Linked DNA regions of Mus musculus: region 1 is linked to region 2. The links are chromatin contacts, called in public HiCAR-type maps. All regions are on one chromosome and are shown on one strand. The core of a region is the stretch at or near the end of the contact, and the rest is flanking DNA. Distances in the headings are between cores, read along the strand shown.

Region 1 (6,081 bases), core at 330-2,829, 330 kb after region 2:
GCCAAGGGCTGGGCTAGGGGGTGCTCTACATTACTCATGTGCAGGTCTCATTGCCTGGAATTGTCATAGGGTCACAGAGAATTCTGGGATATCTAAATTGTATTTGTTCACAGGAGAAGGAAGAAGGATTGAGAAAACTCTAGACACTAAACTTTTGATTTGTGTGTCTATCCTACATATTTCTCTTAATAGAAAATATTTCTTAATGAATACTTAAGATTTGCAGGACTTCTTATGTGTGTGTTATGTTGCAGCCCTCTAAATATCTTTTTGATATTATTTTTATTCTCTTTGTTAGGTAGTAGAAGAAAGGCTTATGAGTTTAATCATATCATGTATATAAAGTTTCTATATACTCAGTACCCTGTTCAGTTTCGGACAAAAAGTTAGCACCAAACTGATGCATGTTTTTGTTATGTTTATGTACAAGTACAAGAAGGTGACTGAGCAATAACCTTAAAAAATGTGTGTTATAAGTGAGATTTGGTCTCTGTAAGAAGGAAATACATGCTAGGTAGCACAAAAAAAGATGGTAGAATGATGCTATGAAAATAGCATCACAATGATGGTTGTGTGGCTGTGTAAATACCCTCCCATGGGTGTTCACTTTGATTCGCAAGTTTGAACAGCATGTAAATCCTATCTCAATAAAGTTGTTAAAAGGAGAATGTATGACAGTAAAGAATATCAGATACTTCATCCATTGTAATATCTTCTCTTCCCAGTCCTGAAGAATATGAGAAGATTGAAGACTTAACAAAACTTTCTACCCTTTCCATTCAGTTTTCATGACTTTTATTAGTAAGAAATAAAAACAAAACAACAACAACAACAAAAAACCTATACTATGTAGAGGAAGTCCATGAGAAGCCACTGAATATTTTGTAAATCATCTCCTATTCTTGGTGTGAATTACATTCATGATGGTGGACCAGAAAGGTACATTCTCCCCTTGATCACTTTGCCGTAGCAGAAACAAACACACATAGAAATTTTTTTTTTCTATTCAACTAGTCTTATGTTTTTTAAAGCCACAGGAGACAAGAATAAGCATGCCTTATGGAGCTACTTAGTGGGGTCTTTGATTTGATTTGAACGTTCTTTACCATTCATGAGATAACTTAGTAGTAAAAGGCAGTGAACGTATATATCCAAAACCTGCAACTTTCCCCTCACTATGCCTACACAAAGTCTCATATGAAATTTCTTGTATTAAGTGCACACCAAGGCTGATGAACCAATGACTGTGACAGACCAGTGGTCTTTCAACATTGATCTTTGCCCATCCTGAGCCAGAAAAAAAAGCTCTTGGGAATCAGCCTTGCTCAGTCTGGTTATGAAGTTGAATTTGAAGTTTGTTATCATTAGATAAAATAGTCTTCCTTCTTCCCCTTCCAAGAGACAAGTGGGAACTGGCAGAGGTTCTGACATGGTTGGTATGATGAGGGTGGGAGAGGGCAACTTAAGATGGGCACAGAGAGAATAATGGAAGTAGTGTATCGTATTCAAAAGTTCTGTGAAGCTTTGCTGAATTGAGGCCCTGTACTCAGACACTCAGCAGGGGGTTTCCCAATTCTGCCCCAGCCATCTGGGAAATTCTCCAAAGCCACCCAGTGACTTTCTACCTAGTATATGAATGGGGTCAGTGGGTGAGGGAGTTAGCTGTTTTTCCTTTATATGAACTTTAGTGCAGACATTAAACAGATGAACCTTCTACATACAAAGATCTTATGGTTGTACTGCAATGCAACTTTATAAGATTGTGCTCAACCTCTGCAACAAAGCTTTAAATATATAATTGTCTTTCTTTTACTAATGAAAGACTTTCCTATTGAGAAAGTTAGGTATAATGACAGATTTTGCAGAGAAAATAAAAGATCTTTATCTTCTTAATGTTCTAGCACTTTAATATTCAATGCTGATTAAGACATATTTTTATAAATGAGAAATCTTAAAACAAACATTGTTATGTCTTGACAAAAATTAATGGTGTAATCAAGCATTAATAGTGTCCAATGACTACCTACTGTGTTTCCCGTTCTACATATGAGCAGGTCAGTGCTTTAAGAGTAGAAGAAAGCAAGCCAGAGAGAGGTAGCAACTATCTCATTCAAACACCTCAAGTAGCAACACCAAGGGGCAGGGTTAATTTCAAAGCAGAAATACCAAAACTTACTAATCTCATGGAGAACCAAATGTGCATCAAATAGGTTCCTTTGAAAATTCTTCAGTTTTGCTAGAGGTGCTGGATAGCATCAGAGGATAAGCTTTGAAATTAAAGGACTTAATGGAGCTTCTCCTAAAATCTTTCCAAAGGATAGATATGATAAAATGGCCCTTACTGAAATTTAGTCAATTGCAAGACACAGAATACTTCAACTCTTCTGATAAAGTATCTTGGGGTCAATTCTATAATTCTTTATTAACAGTCCATATGTTTTATATATATATATATATATATATATATATATATATATATATATATATATATGTATAATATATGATAAAAGCAGTAAAACTTTGTATCTGGTAGAGTTTACACATGGAAAGCACAGTCTCTGAACTCTAAGATGATAAGTCAGCCTGGTTAGTCATGTGGTATGGATAGAAAAAGAACATGAAAATGGATAACATCCCCTTAAGAGAATGTCCAAAACTAGAACTTGCCCTGCTTTTAGTAACTCGTGCTTACAGCTCTCTCACATCCCCTGAGTCCTCCCCTCCCCTCAACCTCCAGCAAATTCATTGTTTCAGCAGTATGGGACTAGAATCAGAAAGCCTTCACATCAGAGAGAAGAGCAAAAGCCATAGAAGAAAGTCAGAGAGAAGTTTGGTTTAGAGGACACTGGGGTAGTTAATACTATGTTCACATAAAGTTCCAAGTAAAAAAAAAAAAGAGTATAGCAGGTAAAAATGAAACAAGTTCTAATAAATTGCACACGAGCCTCACTCTTTGTTCTTTGTGACACACTGAATACAGTCATGTAAGTGGTGTAGTCTCTATGAAGCATCAACAAATTGTCCCCACATGGAAAAACAGGCTTCCTATTACTGTCAGATAAAATGTGTTGAAACCATATTTTCACACAGAATTTCCTGACTTTTAAATGTCATCTCGATCTTATTTTTAAAAACACCTAGCAGACTAAACTATGAGGCACCTGCTCTTCAGCTCTGCCTTCCAGTCTCTTTTTTCCTATTTACAAAATAGGGTTAACAACTTGTAATTGATAGTGTTGTAAAGACTGAAATATTTGACATCTAAGGTTGCTTTATATGAATTACTTTTATGAACTATATGCGCTATATTGTGAACTATATTTATTAGTGATTAAATAGTGAGGATACAATAAATTAGCTATGTAGATTAGGTTCCACCGTAGAAGTGACTAAATGCCTTATAACTTCCTGTCTAGAATATCACTGAATTCTTTGGATTTAAGGTTGAAGTCAATCAAAGACAGATGATCTTATCTTTGCCAGCATTTTAACTTGCTGTGCCTTCCTGGATAAGTGCCCTGTATTTGTAATGACTCTTAGTGATGAGAGGCTCTCGCAATGGATTAATGATGCCTACCAGAGTCTCAGTAAAATAAGTGTCCATACACATATATATCCACTGGCCATCCTTGGACTAGTTGAGTTTTCAATTCATGGTCAGCTCTAATAGCTTACCAAATGAGAATTGACCAAGTCTGGTTGTGTTCAGTATGTCATAATGCATGCCGAGGTGTGCACTCTGAAGTTCACTTTGGCAACAAAACATTAACTGATGGAGTTTGTATGTGATAGACAACCACACAAACCAGTTTTGCTTCTTCTTAATTTTATGCCGGATCTAGACCCAGGGCTTCACAGAACAGGTTGTGTTATCTAATGTCATCATTTCACAGTATACATGGTAAGTGCTTGCCTACTTCATCTAGGTTGAAGTAGAAAAAGAGGAAATTTCATCTTATATGTGAGATGTTAATAATACCACTGTGTGGATTTACTAAATGTATCACCTAGCATTTTCATTAATACAGAGAGAAAATGTATAAAATAGGAGAGGTGAGCAATCCCAGAAGTTTCTGTCATTGCTGCTCAAATGTTCCCACCAAAACCCAAGGGGAAGATTGCCTACATCGCAGTATCTGAAGCCAGGCATAAGAGGAAATGTTATTAAGGGAATCTTATTTCATATCTTAAGAAAAAGTTAAAGTACTCTCCATAGTAGGACTCTTTTCTAGTTTGTAGAGCTTTTATATTAAAATGTTCTAGTATAACTGCTGGACAAAAAAAAAAAAAAAGCATGGAAGTTTCCCTATGTACTTTTGGATCTCTAAATGCTTATAAGGACACACAGACCAATAAATACACAGTAAGTCTAGTAGATTAGCATTTCTGAATGCTCACAGAAGACACTATTAGTATTGCTAATGAAGAAGAAAAAGAGTAAGCTTCACAGCTGAAATCAGATGTGAGTGAAGGGACAGAATTATAATATTACCAGAAGAGTCTGTGCAAAGATTTGGATATATTCCATTGCACAGTGTCTCCAGGATACTGCAAATAGTTTTTGTACTGTTGGATATGAGGTTTCCAGACTGAATGAGGCCAGAGTAAGGGCGGTCCACTGAGTATAAGAAGTAACTGTTAGACACATCATCATCTTCTTAAATATGTATTCCTCATTATTCTTTATAATTGCCCCTGTTCTTGCTTAACTTCCCACTCACAGACCAAAGAACAGGTCAGGTGGAAGTGCTTATAAAAAATTATTATTCATCCATAAACCATACTTTAAAACCAAATCATCTGTGACAAACTCTGTCCTGGCCTTGGCCACCTATCAAAAGGATCCCTTTACTGGTGATCGGTGGTTCTCCAGGACCTGGAACGGAGCCAAGAAGGAAACAGCCACTGATGAAAGAGTAGGGTAGCAATTCAGGGAGCCCCAAACGTCTTCTCCAGAGTAAGAGCTGAAGGGTTCTTTAATAAAAAGCATTCTGTCTGTTCAGGAATCATTCAACAAGTACACCCCCACACCACACACACACACACACACACACACATCAGGGTGGAAATACCTTCTGAAAGTTAATAACAATCCACCTTCTGTGTGTAACCTTGTGATCCTTTTGAGGAAATATTTACAATAGAAAGCTACACTGTGCCACAGAACACCAGCTCTGTTTCTGGGTGCCTGAGGACCAGCATGGCTTTGAAGATGCCTTTTCCTCTCTGCTTCCTCTGGAGACGACCTGAACAGTGCCTGTCTTCTTGATCCTAGTAGCCCTACCACTGGCATGAACTTTAGAACATTTTCACATGCACAAGCCCAAGTCAACAATGTTGTTCTTGCTATGAATTGTTGGACATTAGGAAACATTTGTAATGCACTTCATCTTTTAACCATTCTATAAATATTCTACATGGGGAGTGATGGGCTACATTTCTGAATTACCTTGCATTATACCTATATCTTATCCAATTTTTAGACTGATGTGGTGGTAAGGTTTCTGGGAGTCATTGGGCTGACAAGAGGAGTATTTGTATAGTGGTCATGTCTCCAAATCTACCATACTATGGAAAATGTCTATTCACTCTCCTTTTTGCTTATGCTGTTCTAGATAAATTTCCTAATCACTCTCACTTAATCTATACTTAACCTCACCAGTCTAGTAAGAAAAAAAATACTATTTCACATATCAGAGCTATGGGTCTTGAGGCTCAGAAGAATTTATTTCCCCAATTTGAATCACTGCCAATAATGGAGCTGGTTTAGAAGCAAGAGTATTTGTTTTCCAAGAATTGTTCTCAAAGTCCACTTATGTTTAAGACCTTTGCCCTTGGGGTTCACATTGTCTGCATTGCTTCTTCCTTCACCCCTGATCATGGTCTTCTTGTTGTTAGTTGGTTTTGGGTTGGTACTTCCTTTAAGCTTTGAGGTTGGACTAGTTGCAGTGGCTCATGCTTTTAATCCCAGCACTTGGGAAGTCGAGGCATGTGAGTTTGAGGCCAGCTTTGTTTACTTAGTGAGTTTTAAGACAACCAGAGCTACATAGTAAGATCCTGACTCAAACAAACAAACAAACA
Region 2 (6,663 bases), core at 3,859-6,358:
GAATATTGGTCCCTATGGAAAGCTCTCATTTTATTAACATCTTATTGATACTTAGTGATGCTTTCATCGCCTGCAAATAGACAACTCCTGACAATAGCTGATGATATTTTTCTATGGGAGAGAGCACAATAGATCCTGACCAGGAACAGTTGCAATGTACATTTATGCTCTTAGTTTGATTTGACCTGGCAGAGTGACTAATTCAAAGAGTATCAGCTCATGGCTCTGGGTGCACCCAAACCCCTAATTATCCAAATACAGTGGCACCAAGGTCATCACTGAATTCATCAGCTTTGTGCTCTGTGCTAAGTTCTAGTGAAACAAACAAACAAAAAAATTAATAAGACATAAGCCTTGAAATTGTGAGCCTATTATTTTGTATGTTGGATAATAAATACTGACAGTTTATTAATTATACTTCTGTACGGTTTGCTAATGAGCAGGCAAAGTCCTTTATGCCCATTTAACTTGGTTAGAAAAGAAACAGATTAAAAGTGCAAGGCAGGCTGTGAAGCATAAACTCAGAGTGAAAAATAAGGAAACAGCTCAAATTCTAATTCCTTTCCCCATTTACTATGAACCCTTGGACATATAATTAAATCTCCAGTGAAGACAATGCTTCTCTTTCTCTCCAAGTGTTTTATTGTATTTAGTAGTGTTAACCAGAGTACTCTGGAAACTATAAGGCATTCCTGCTTAATATGAGGTGACATATACTGTACCTTGTTACAGTGCATTTTAGAAATCTAGAAATCCATCTTTTATTACCTGCAGGGTATTATTAATATATCACATTATAAAATTAATGATGCCATTTTATTCCCTGACTTTGGATAAATGGGATTTAATGGCTGTATTTCCCATTCTTTTACAATGGACCGTGGAAAACATAGAGACTGAGTCTCATGGCATAGAGCAGGCGCTTTACCTAGCTTCTAAGTGTCAATGGATTTCATGATTATGTTTTGCAAAGCAAATCTTTGTGATCTTAGGCTTGTGATGGGTTTTGAAGAAATGGAGGAGCACCTGAGATGGGAGTCTGTGGTGGCTAGTGTGAAATATCAACTTGAAAAAATCTAAAATCACTTAGGAAGGACTCTCTGGGAATTGTGGGGAATTAACAAGATTATATTACTTGACGTGGGTACACCCAACCACTGTGGGTAGCACCATTCCTAGACAATGTATCTTGTACTGTATATAAATGGACAAAATGATATGAGAAGGTATTCTCATATTCAGGCTCATATTCTTTGATGAGTAGATGTAGTGTGACTCGTTGCTTCCGGTTCCTGTTGCTAATTTAACCCACAATAACCCTAACCAGGACATATGAGCTAAAATAAACCCTTTCTCTCATAAGTTGCTTTTGTTAGAATATTTTATCACAGAAAAGAGACTAAGACAGGATCTATGTCATGAAAAATTGAGATGCCCAATATGCTAACAACTGCAGCTACCACCACTACTACCACCATGCCTTTGTCTTTATCCTCATTGTCATCTACAACATTACTTTCTTTGACTTTCTCACTTGTGCCCATGACTCAGTAAGGCCAATCTCAATTCTTCCACTGTACCTCCAGTATCAAATAACAGATTGTTTTCTGTTTTCCATTCATAAAAATCTATCATGTTGTTATGGTCTGAGTAATAATAGCCCCATAGGCTCATATATTTGAATACTTCACCTTCAGTTGGTGGAATAATTTGGAAATGATTATTCCTTATTGGAGGAAATGTGTCACTTTGAATTTTCAAAGACTCACACCATTTCTAGTGTCTCGTTGTCTGCTTTATGAATGTGTCTCAAGATGTGTGCTCTTTAGTACTGCTCAGTGTCACGACAGGGTGTGGGCTGCCATGTTCTGCGCTGTGAGAGGCATGGACTCTAAATCTCTAAAACTATATAATCCCCAATTCTATGAGTTGCCTTAGTCACGGTATGTTATCACAGCAATAGCAAAGTAATGGAGATATATATCTTTTGAAAGATCATCAGTCAAAATCACAGCTAGTTCTTAGAGGTATAAGTGGCATACACACACACACACACACACACACACACACACACACACACACACATATGCTGTCTTAGGGTTTTAATGCTGTGAACAGACACCATAACCAAGGCAACGCTTATAAAGGACAACATTTAATTGGGTTTGGCTTACAGGTTCAGAGGTTCAGTCCACTATCATCAAGGTGAGAACATGGCAGGATCCAGGCAGGCATGGTGCTGGAGGAGCTGAGAGTTCTACCTCTTGTTCCAAATACAGTTAGAAGACTGGCTTTCTGGCAGCTAGGACAAAGGTCTTAAAGCTGAAGGTCACAATGGCACACCTACTCCAACAAGGCCACACCTCCTAATAGTGCCACTCCCTGGGCCAAGCATATACAAACCATGACAGATACCCATAGGTATCTCACAGGAAATATGTACTAAGAGAGGTTTTAGTAAGTGCTTAAGTATTTGTTTTTCTTGGGACTGACTACCTTTGTCTTCCATTGTACTCATCCAAATGATAGGATTCTGATGCTGCACGTCCTATGCCATGGAGACCTGCCCTTCCTGACTGCTGGGTACCAATAACCCAACTGCTGTAGTTGTCATTCACCCTCTCACTCTCATTCACGTGTTCATTCTCCATAGTTAATATTTTCTTCTTCATGTTCTCTGATTTGGACCTTAGGGGCACTCATGCTTTGTTCTCTAATAGTCTATAGGTTCGAGAAGATACATGAAACCCATCTTCATGAGCCATGAAGTCTTAGTTAAGAGATATTTAAAAGAAAATAGCATCATTTCAGAATGTTGAAGACTAAAATTAAGTAGGCATGTGGTATTGAAAAACATAAATAAAGGCTTTTCCTATCTTGTAAGATTAGAGAAAGAATGAAGGAAGATTTGGTATTGAAAGTAGGATTCGTTAATAAAAGAAGAAGCTTGTAAAAATGTCCAGTTATAAGTAACAGGCTAGGTGACAACTTCATTTGTCAGCTCTCTCAGTATCCCAGTAATATATCCCATCAAGTCTGGATACTCTCATTTCCCTGTACCTTTTCATTTTTATTTCATTTCTTGAGACCTTGAACATAAATCTTGAGATAAACATGAGAAATGATGGAGGAAGCCATCAGCTAACTTTAGAATCTTTCTTCACCATTACCAATGAAGGCCAGGCAGATACTCTTGGTCTGTGCTGCCACCAGAATCCCTGTTGATGTCCATGAGCTGGGCTGCTATTGACCGCTATGAAGGGTGCCCATAGCCCAGGCTCTAACACAGGGCCATGCTGATTTCCTTGATACATACTGCCACTGGGGACCATGCTGAGATTCATGTTGGTAGTGGATGCCCACAGTCTGTGCTGTTGCCAGAAATGATGTGGAAGTCCACGATGTATGTTCCTGCTGACTGACTGACTGACTGTAAAGGGCAAAGAAGCTACTTTTGCAGTGGAATTGATGACTGCACCCCAAACAACTTCAAATCCTTTGAGGAATATGAGACACCTACAAATTATAAAGCAAGTTGGTAACGAGAGATCTAAAATCTTACTCCAAATCCATAGGCAGGGGCTGAAACCAATTTCAACTCTATCAGCATAGAGAATATTGAGGGCTCTGAAAATGTTCCTCCTTTCCTCTTTGAGCCAAGGATGCATCCTCTACATTATACTAGGTGCTTCTACTGTAAAGGTTTCCTACCATTCTCTCATTCTCTGACCCCAGTTTCATAGCCAGTCCAAAGAAGACTCAAGCATTGTCCTCTCTCTGGCCACAATACATGCTGAGGCATGGGACTATCAGTATTACACTCACATATGTTGGTCCCCTTTGCTGGCTGTAAGTCATCTCTATATTGTAAGCACACTGAATGATTCAACAAAGCAATCCCACAGACGCTATTTCTTATTTGAGTTAAGGTGCCTTTCACCTTAAAGCCATTAGTAAGCTTTTTGTGAAATCCCAGAGAAGGTCATATCCCTTTCAAATAAGCTTTTATTTTCACAGTATGCTGGGAGCAGGGAGCTGTGTGGGCCTGGCTATTGGGCAATGTTCAAACAGAAAGCTTCTGTGATGGATGGGCTGGAGATTGCCATCAAGTACAAGGAGTTGATAAACCAGTATTTTTACAGAAGCAAATACAAACTGTGGTTATCCAAGCAGATACATCCTGGTATTCCTTACTGTGTCTTCAACAGGACTTCCTTGGTGACTTTTTTTTTTCTTTTTGTCTTCTTAGAAATCACACACACACACACACACACACACACACACACACACACACACACACACAATTCTCCTGCCTTCAATTGTGGATTTCAGATTCAGAGGTTTGGGCTCAGAGCTGTGGCTCGCACAAATGCTGGATCCAAGACAGAGCTCTGTCTTTCTCATTGCTGAGCATAGTGCAAATTCAGTACAGAAGAGATTTGGGAGTCTGGGGGGAAGAAGATTCAAATCCTGACATTACCATCACAACTTCACACCAAGTTGCTCTGTTCTTTGGGGCCTTAGTTACCACCTTTTTGAACAGTCTCTTTTCCCAACCAGGATTTTGTAAAGAACTGAGAGCCATAAAAGGGGTTAATAAACAGACACTGGCATCTAATTAAAACCTAGTAAGTATAGGGTTCTTTTTGTCCCAGGCCTTGGGGAAGTTGAAGCAGAAAAGAAATGGGGAGAAAGTCTTTACTGAGGTTGCTCAAAGCTGCTGAGAGAGGACTTTTCATAGAAGCTGCTTTCTTTGTAACTATATATTTTTACCTTTTTTGGACGGAGATGTGGGCCAGTATTTCTTCTGTCTAGCTTTCCTTCTCCTCTTGCTCAGGTGTCTGAAACCACCAATTGTTCTTTTAATGAATGGGGTCACAGTGAGTCCCCTTACCACCACAGTGCTTCCTAAGGGCCCACCTCCATTTGTACCTAAACTTGACCTTCCTCTTGCTATTGCTCTTCAGTGACCAATTTCTAAATTCCAGGAACTCGGGGCTGTACTCTAAAGAGCAGCTTTTCTCACTTCTGGCTCTGGGCTTTGACCCACACAACACATCCTGTTAGAAAAAAAAAGTACCAAAAATGGTAATGACAGAGGCATGCACCTCCCCCTGTCTCCTCCCCCTGTCTCCTCCCCCATCCTGATAGTACCTCCAGGAGGTTGAACCTGTGAGGAGGGAGGCTTGCTATCTTTTCATGTGCTGTGAGGATCCTGTGTCTGTTTCTTTGCATTATGAATGCAATGCACATTGTACAAAAGTAAACTACTATGAGTAAAAGGTCTCTATCCCAGTCCTATCCTCAACCCCTGAATTCTGCCCCTGAGAATCAACCTGCTGTTGCACATTTATTGTGTCTGTCTATGGGATTCAATGTGTACATATTTGGTGGCATTTTGTTACTCAAAGTGTGGCATGGTGTCGCACCCGCCTCGTTCTATTGAGAGCACCATGCTCCATTAATCATTTTCCCATACCTCCCTCTTTCTAAACCAAGGGATAATCCTTAGGCATATGAACCTCTGGTTCATTCAAGGAGTTAGCTGAAGGGCATTAAAATTGCTTGAAAAGAAAAAAAAAGAGCAAATAAGCAAGACTGTAGCTCAGTGGCAGTGCTTGCCCAGCATACAGGTTAGCTCCTAGTTCCCTTCTCAGTACTGGGTTCAGCTCCCAGTACTGTCAAAAGACAGGGAGGTGGGGAAGAAAATGGAGAAGCAGTTAATACCCCTGATACCTATGTCCCTACATAATTTCCTTGGATTTAATTCTACATCCAGTGAGAAAATGGGAGGTTTGGAGGCATTGTGTTGTGATTCAAGTACACAAACACCTGGAATTCCTGGAATGTTCCTGCCTGTGTCTCTTGTCATTTTTGTAGAACTCTCCTTTGAAGATTGGGTGCAGAGGTCACTTCCTCTAGTCTTAAACCGTTCTAAACCAGCTCCAGCTGGGGAAATTCACTACTCACTTCTTGAGTATCAATGGTGGTTTCCAAGCTGCAGCTGTGCAAGCACCTCTTCCTCCACCGAGAGACTTGTGAACCCAGATTTCTGAACTACAACCTCTACTCCACCCCCACACACCCCCTTCCAGCCTCACCCCTCCAGAACTTACTACTCTAGAATTCTTAGTGAGCTCTGAGCATGTGCCTTCCTAGCAAGGGCCTGGTGGTGCCCCATCACTTGTCAGAAGCACACTTGGAGAGCCAGTTGCCTCCCTTGTGCCCTCTGCTGAGTTAAGCTTCCTCCCTACCACACCTCAAACATAGGGCATGGATTGGTTCTTTGAAATGCTCAACCACCCTTTCTTTCTTTTTAGTCCAACATCCATGTGAAGGCTGGGGTGATTAGCCCACATTTTCCCTTCATGATTTGGCAGAATTCCCAAAAACACTGTAGTAGTTGTGTGTATGTGTGTATGTGTGTGTGTGTGCGTGCGTGCGTGTGTGTGTGTGTGTGTGAAATGAATAAATGTGTTGAAATAACTTATTGCATTTCTGATAGTGTACCTTTAGGGACTTATGTGTCTTCCATGTCCAGTGCTACCAGCTTTGCTTTGTTGGTCTGCTCTGTAACTGGTACTCTAAATTTTACCTCCACCTCTTGTTTAGTTATTATCTCTGTGGCAGGAGAGGTGATGTTATAATAAAATGTGACTATAA

The links. HiCAR-type assays count read pairs that join an accessible place to other places.
Region 1: a contact with region 2 is called in a HiCAR-type map of Th17 cells, with 3 times the contacts expected there. The contact joins two enhancer-like sites. A contact is called at or near these places in 1 of 39 promoter capture datasets (hippocampal neurons), 3 of 484 Hi-C or Micro-C datasets (the N1E-115 cell line, Th1 cells and Th2 cells), 1 of 115 datasets of contacts at active chromatin or transcription factors (Th17 cells) and 1 of 9 other capture datasets (embryonic stem cells).

What each region holds. Positions count from the first base shown.
Region 1 is chr15:62,784,977-62,791,057 of GRCm38.p6, forward strand. No RefSeq gene overlaps it. Among named protein-coding and RNA genes, the nearest start is that of Gm22521, 5.2 kb to the right of the region's middle. Within about 2 kb of position 1,580, at least 6 of the 459 cell types and tissues checked have an H3K27ac peak or open chromatin away from gene starts, as enhancers often do. A contact at or near this core is called in Th1 cells and Th17 cells, where this site is marked.
Region 2 is chr15:62,452,188-62,458,850 of GRCm38.p6, forward strand. No RefSeq gene overlaps it. Among named protein-coding and RNA genes, the nearest start is that of Gm41333, 210 kb to the right of the region's middle. Within about 2 kb of position 5,109, at least 34 of the 459 cell types and tissues checked have an H3K27ac peak or open chromatin away from gene starts, as enhancers often do. A contact at or near this core is called in Th1 cells and Th17 cells, where this site is marked.